2 separate regions of the Sus scrofa genome follow, and region 1 is linked to region 2. A link is a contact called in public Hi-C data. All regions are on one chromosome and are shown on one strand. The core of a region is the stretch at or near the end of the contact, and the rest is flanking DNA. Distances in the headings are between cores, read along the strand shown. Region 1 has its middle 29 kb from the start of CDH1. Region 2 overlaps CDH1 (cadherin 1).

The links. Hi-C and Micro-C count contacts between places; a contact is called where the count stands out from the background.
Region 1: a Hi-C map of fetal skeletal muscle shows a contact between it and region 2, with 2.1 times the contacts expected there. The contact joins two enhancer-like sites. A contact is called at or near these places in 2 of 5 promoter capture datasets (fetal liver and liver), 23 of 47 Hi-C or Micro-C datasets (adipocytes, blood, brain and 13 more) and 1 of 2 datasets of contacts at active chromatin or transcription factors (skeletal muscle).

The regions. Positions count from the first base shown.
Region 1 is chr6:18,183,431-18,186,468 of Sscrofa11.1, forward strand. No RefSeq gene overlaps it. Among named protein-coding and RNA genes, the nearest start is that of CDH1, 29 kb to the left of the region's middle. Within about 2 kb of position 1,406, at least 16 of the 83 cell types and tissues checked have an H3K27ac peak or open chromatin away from gene starts, as enhancers often do. A contact at or near this core is called in fetal skeletal muscle and omental adipose tissue, where this site is marked.
Region 2 is chr6:18,105,835-18,108,771 of Sscrofa11.1, forward strand. All of the region lies in intron 2 of CDH1 (cadherin 1), which reads right to left. Among named protein-coding and RNA genes, the nearest start is that of TANGO6, 36 kb to the left of the region's middle. Within about 2 kb of position 1,352, at least 9 of the 83 cell types and tissues checked have an H3K27ac peak or open chromatin away from gene starts, as enhancers often do. A contact at or near this core is called in fetal skeletal muscle and omental adipose tissue, where this site is marked.

The sequences.
Region 1 (3,038 bases), core at 156-2,655, 78 kb after region 2:
AAGAGGCACAAGTATAACCACTCCAGGACAGCGGCAGGGTTCAATGAGACAGCACACGCGATGGCCCTGGGTTCTCTAGGCTCTGCTGCTTACCACCTGGGCATGACCACGGGTGACTCACCCGCCTCCCTGGCCTCAGTTTCCTCACCTCCAAAAAGGAATTGATAAAACCTGCCTTGGGGGCTGTAAAGCACCTTTATTCAACAATAGTACCTACCATGTTCCAGGTACTAAACCATGGCTTGGGGATGAAACAGTGGAGAAGCAACAAAAATCTCTGCCCACATGGAGCTTATATTTAAACAAGGGGGCAGGGAAGATAATGACTAAACCGGACAAACACAAAATATGTAGTGTAGTATGGTGAGAAACAATAAATGCTAGAGAATGCTTATGGAAAAATGAGGGGTGGAGGCGGGGTTGCTATTTTAAAGGTGGGCTAATCCAGGGACAGAATCTCTGACAAGTGGACACCTGGGTGATGTCTGAAGGAGGTGAGGAGCCATAAGGTATCTGGGGCAACTGCAGGCCAGGCGGAGGGCATGGCCAGTGCAAAGGCCCCGCCGAGATGGGAGCCAGCCTGGACTACGCTGACAGAAGCAGGAGGCTGATGCAGCCAAAATAAAGGCGGGACTGAGGGAAGAGCAGCAGGTGGTGAAGTCCCAGGGGCAACCGGATCAGAGCCTTGTGGGACGTGTTAAAACTTCCGTTTTGATTTGGAGGGAAACTTGAGCCTACTGCCTGCACACAGCAAGTGCATAATTCACAGACGCTCTAAAGGCAGTCATTCCTGTAATTACTTAGCATTACTTCTGAGGTCTCCCCAGAAGCCCTTGGTTGTCAGGTTCCAGGGGGGCAAGAGGCCTGCCCTCCCCTGCCTCAGCGGCCAGCCTTGGTTTACTGGAAGCCAGTGCGGACACGGCACTGCCTAAGCATTCCTGACCCACCCAGCCCTGCTCAGATTCCTCCCTGCCCGTCGCACCCCTGCCACTTGCTGGGCAGTGGGCACAGGAATGCTGAGGCAGCTGAGGGCTGGGCCCACCCCTAGCGAGGAGAAGGTCAAATAACAAGAAGCAGTAACAGAAATAACAGCAGTGACCACTTCTAGCATCCTAATGGCCCACTGGGCAGAGCGCTGAGTGCTATTCATCACGGCGGCCTCCTTGCCACCTCTCCTTTGAGAGGTGAGGCTGGTGAGTCACGCCCACCTCTGTCACCTCTGGGGGCTGCACTCTTCACCAGGGCTCTTCTCCCCTGGACTTGGGGCTCCTGACAGGCTCCCCGACTCAGTCCAGAGGCCCTGAGAAAGAAGAATCTTGCGGCTCCTGCCTGCCAGCTCTGCAGCGGCCCGCAGGCCTGGACAGGTCCTGGGCGGCTGAGGATGGAGCAGGAGAGGGATCGGGTTTCGCCAGCTCCAGGATGAGGCAAGGTTGCTGAGTCAGGTCTTTTCCCAGGGCTTCTGGGACCAGGCCTTGCCCTGAGCTCAGCCTCCAGACTGGGTGAGGAGGTGGCAGCCCAGGCCAGGGCACCTGGTACCTGGGCCATACCTGTCTGACCTCACCTCCCATGGCACCCTCGCTCCGTCCCTCTGCTTCAGCTGCTCTGGCCTCCCTGCTGAACTCTGCTCAAGTCCACCCAGCACACTCCTGGCTCAGGGCCTTTGCTCTTATAACTTTTACTAGACATTTCTGCATACTTGCTCCCCAGTATCCTCCAGTCTGCTCAAATGCCCCCTTCTCAGTGAGGACTTTCCTGACCACTAGAACTGAACCGAACCCCCCCCAGCCCCTTCCTTCCTACACGCCGTCCCCTTTCACTGCACCGTCTGTTTCGCTGGTTTGTCTTGTTTATGGCATCCTGTCTCCCACTGACCGTCAGCAGGATCGCCCTTATACTGGGCAGGAAGGGCTCTGCCTTGTGCTACAAAGGCCCTGCTCTGGCCGTCCTGCCCCTCCACTGAGCTAAGGAGTTGTGACCGTAGAACCTGTGCCCCGGCCCTGCCCTCTAGACCATTCCCTGCATGAATGGTCCCAACTCTCCCAGGTCTGTCCCGGGCAGCCAGCACAGCCAGGCGTGCACTCCTAGGCGCAAGGAGTGGTCAGTGGATGGCTGTGTGTGGAGCTCCAGTTTGGATGGATGGGCTGGGGAGTTACCCACACACACACAAACACACACACACATGCAGGCACAAGGACTCTCATGGTGTAGGATGAAGCCTGGGGTGGGTAGAGTAGCAGACTGACCACCACTCCTGGTTGGGGGCTAACTCTGCCAGTGCAGCCACACTCTGCCCAGTATTCTGGGTGTCTGGGAATCCAGATTAAAACTGGCCTTCCTGATGGCTGTGAAGACATGCTCTTCTATTGCACGAAGGTGGCATAGCTTTTATTTAAGTTTATGACCTTAGGAGTTCCCGTCGTGGCTCAGTGGTTAACGAATCCAACTAGGAACCATGAGGTTGTGGGTTCGATCCCTGGCCTTGCTCAGTGGGTTAAGGATCCGGCATTGCCGTGAGCTGTGGTGTAGGTTGCAGACGCGGTTCAGATCCTGCGTTGCTGTGGCTCTGGCATAGGCCGGCGGCTACAGCTGCAATTAGCCCCCTAGCCTGGGAACCTCCATATGCCGCGGGAGTGGCCCAAAAATGGCAAAAAGACAAAAAAAAAAAAAAAAAAAAAAAAGAAAAAGTTTACGACCTTGACTCATATGGTATGTGGTCCCTACAAATATTTTTTCCTGGAGCCACCCAGACATTAGAGCTGGGATTTTGATGTTGTCTGCATTTTTGTATCCTCAGCCCCTACAGGGGTGCCTGGCACAGAACATATGCTCAACGAACAGCTGTTAGATTAATGAATAAAAAAGCCCTGGGGTGATGCTGCACACACCCCAGAAGCGGTAAGAAATGCTCAAGCTTTTCTGGGTCAGGACCTCGGAGTCTCAGGGTCAAGTGGGGCCAACTCCGCCATGGTGGGGGTGGGGCTATGGCACCTGCCCCGACGCCTGCGCCATTGCTGGGGTTTTTAAATTCTTACTAGTAT
Region 2 (2,937 bases), core at 102-2,601:
CCAGGCTGGGGGTTGAATTGGAGCTGTAGCTGCTGGCCTACGCCACAGCCACAGCAATGCAGGATCCAAGCAGCGTCTGCGACCTACACAACAACACTGGACTTTAACCCACTGAGCAAGGCCAGGGATCAAACCCACATCTTCATGGATACTAGTCAGGTTCTTAATCCGATGAGCCACAAGGAAAATCCAGGGCCCTGGATATTTTTAAAGGATGATTTTGCCTCCTAGGTGGTATCCAAGGATGGTAGAAATCTGAGGCCACCTCATGAAGCAGCTAGGACCCTGCTACCCGGCAAATAAACTGAGCAGCCAAAGCAGTAAGAGTTAGTTCACTGGGAAAGAGCTGAGTCCTTTGACTAATCGGTCGCTGCCTCAACCCTTGCCTGTCTGTAAAATACAAACAAACAACACAACATTGAAAATAATGCCCCCACCTCTACCCTCACCATTTAGCCAGTTCTACAATCCACTTCTACAACTTGAAGGGGTGGGATTGGGTGACAGAGGAAGGCTTGCTTTAACAATGACTTTGTTTTCTGACTGGATTATAAACGCATAAACCCAGATTCTGCCATGTTCTAGCTGAGTGGCCTTTGGCAAAATGGTTCACCTCTCTGGGGCTCATTTTTCTCTACTGGAACCTGAGGGACACCGTCAATGACGGAGCCTCCCTCTTCAGGGTTGTGTGAGGAGGGACCAAGACAGTGAATACAACCACATTTTGAAAGCGAAAGAGCAATCAAGTAGAGCAGGTAATGGTTATTTCTACGCCTTTGGGTAGACAAGCTAGAGAATAAGTAATTGCTAAAGGAACAGAAGCACCAAAAAATGACAACAGAAGCAAGAAGAAACACAAAATACCATCCTTTATGAATCTTTTTTTCAGACTAGCAAAACAAAATGGTTTTTCAATAACCTCCCCCCAAGCCCACCCCAGCAGAAGGAATGGGGCCACCAGACTGTGTCTGGAGGCTTGACGTATAAGCAGGGAACAAGAGCTGCCCTCATTTTTCACGCTGAATTCCTTTCCCCAGCCGGCCCAAATCTGGGCAGTGAAAGTTGGGACAAGCATGATTGGACTTGCCAAGGGTGGCGGCCTGAAAACATGAAAATGGTTTTGCAAATAACTTAATGCAAGGCTCTTAACCTGCTTTGGAGCATCTCTTAGTTCTTAGTGGTGACTAAGCCCCACCCTCTGAGAAGTGACAGAAGGGTGCGAGACAGGCAGCCCTAACCCGAATTTCCAGCTGCTCGTTAAGACCCATTAGCCCTTCTGTGCCACCTGATCCTCTGGGCTGATAAACCAGAAATTATAGGAAAGAAGGCTCTGAGAAGCCTGCCTCCACCCTGGCCAGAGCTGGGTGGCATCTCAGAGCCAAAGGGAACACTGTGCCAGCCTGTGGGAGGAAGCAAGGAGGGCAGCCTGTAGAAAGTGGAGGATCGGTGCAGGGGGACTGGGTATATTTGTACATTTCTACAACAGAAAGTTATACCAGCAAGGGACGAAGTATTCTTTAAGTCAGCACGTCCTCCTTTCCTGAGCCGGTTATTTGGTCACTTGGTTTAGAAACCTAATCCCAGTGACAAGAGCTAAGAACCCAATGGCCACCTCTAAACAGGAATATCTTTTCACCACAACAACATGATCGTCACCACCATCAAAAAAATATGAATATGGGAGTTCCTGTCATGGCACCGTAGTTAACGAATCCGACTAGGAACCATGGGGTTGCGGGTTCGATCCCTGGCCTTGCTCAGTGGGTTAAGGATCCGGCATTGCTGTGAGCTGTGGTGTAGGTTGCAGACGCAGCTCGGATCCTGCGTTGCTGTGGCTCTGGTGTAGGCTGGCAGCTACAGCTCCGATTAGACCCCTAGCCTGGGAACCCACATATGGAGCAGCCCAAGAAATGGCAAAAATACAAAAAAAAAAAAAAATACAGATTCAACTAATAGCTTGAACTACTCTTTATTCACTATGTTCTTTCTTTTTTTCTTTCTTTCTTCCTTCCTTCCTTCATTTCTTTTGGTCTTGTTTTACCTTTTTTAGGGCCGCACCCAAGGCACATGGAGGTTCCCAGGCTAGGGGTCTAATCGGGAGCTGTAGCTGTCGACATATACCACAGCCACAGCAACACCAGATCTGAGCCACGCCTACGACCTACACCACAGCTCACGGCAACCCTGGACCCTTAACCCACTGAGCGAGGCCAGGGATCGAACACATAACCTCACGGATCCTAGTCAGATTCATTTCTGCTGCACCATGACGGGCACTTCCGAATGACTTTTTAAAATGACAAAAATAAGAATGACTTAAAAAATATCTTTAACATTTTGTGACTTTTTTTTTTCCTTTTTTTGGTCTTTTGTCTTCTTAGGGCCACACCTGCAGCATATGGAGGTTCCCACGATAGGGGTCCAATCAGAGCTGTAGCTACCAGCCTACACCACAGCACAGCCACGCGGATCCAAGCCACATCTGCGACTGAAACCATAGCTCACAGCAACACCAGATTCTTTAACCAACTGAGCGAGGCCAGAGATTGAACCTGAGTCCTTGTGGATGCTAGTTGGGTTCGTTAACCACTGAGCCACGAAGGGAACTCCAACATATTGTGACTCTTGTGTGTTGTTATTCATCCTACAACTGCCCCCTTTTCTTGGGTATTCAGCAGAAATGGTAGCTTTAATCACCCTGGAAGAGGTGACTGAAGTTCAAATAAAAAGTAAACGCAAGTTCACGAAAAGCTTTTGATCCCGAGGCAGGGCTCTGAGCACTCAGCAACATTCTTTGCCTGGAATTGCGGTTGTGCTCGGGAACAGTCCTGCTTCTCCCACCCCCGCCCCGTCACTGGAATGCGAGTGGGTAGGAGCAAGCGGTCTCAAAGGCCTCTATATACTTCTGGGAGATGTTGAGATTTAAGGACCGGCAGC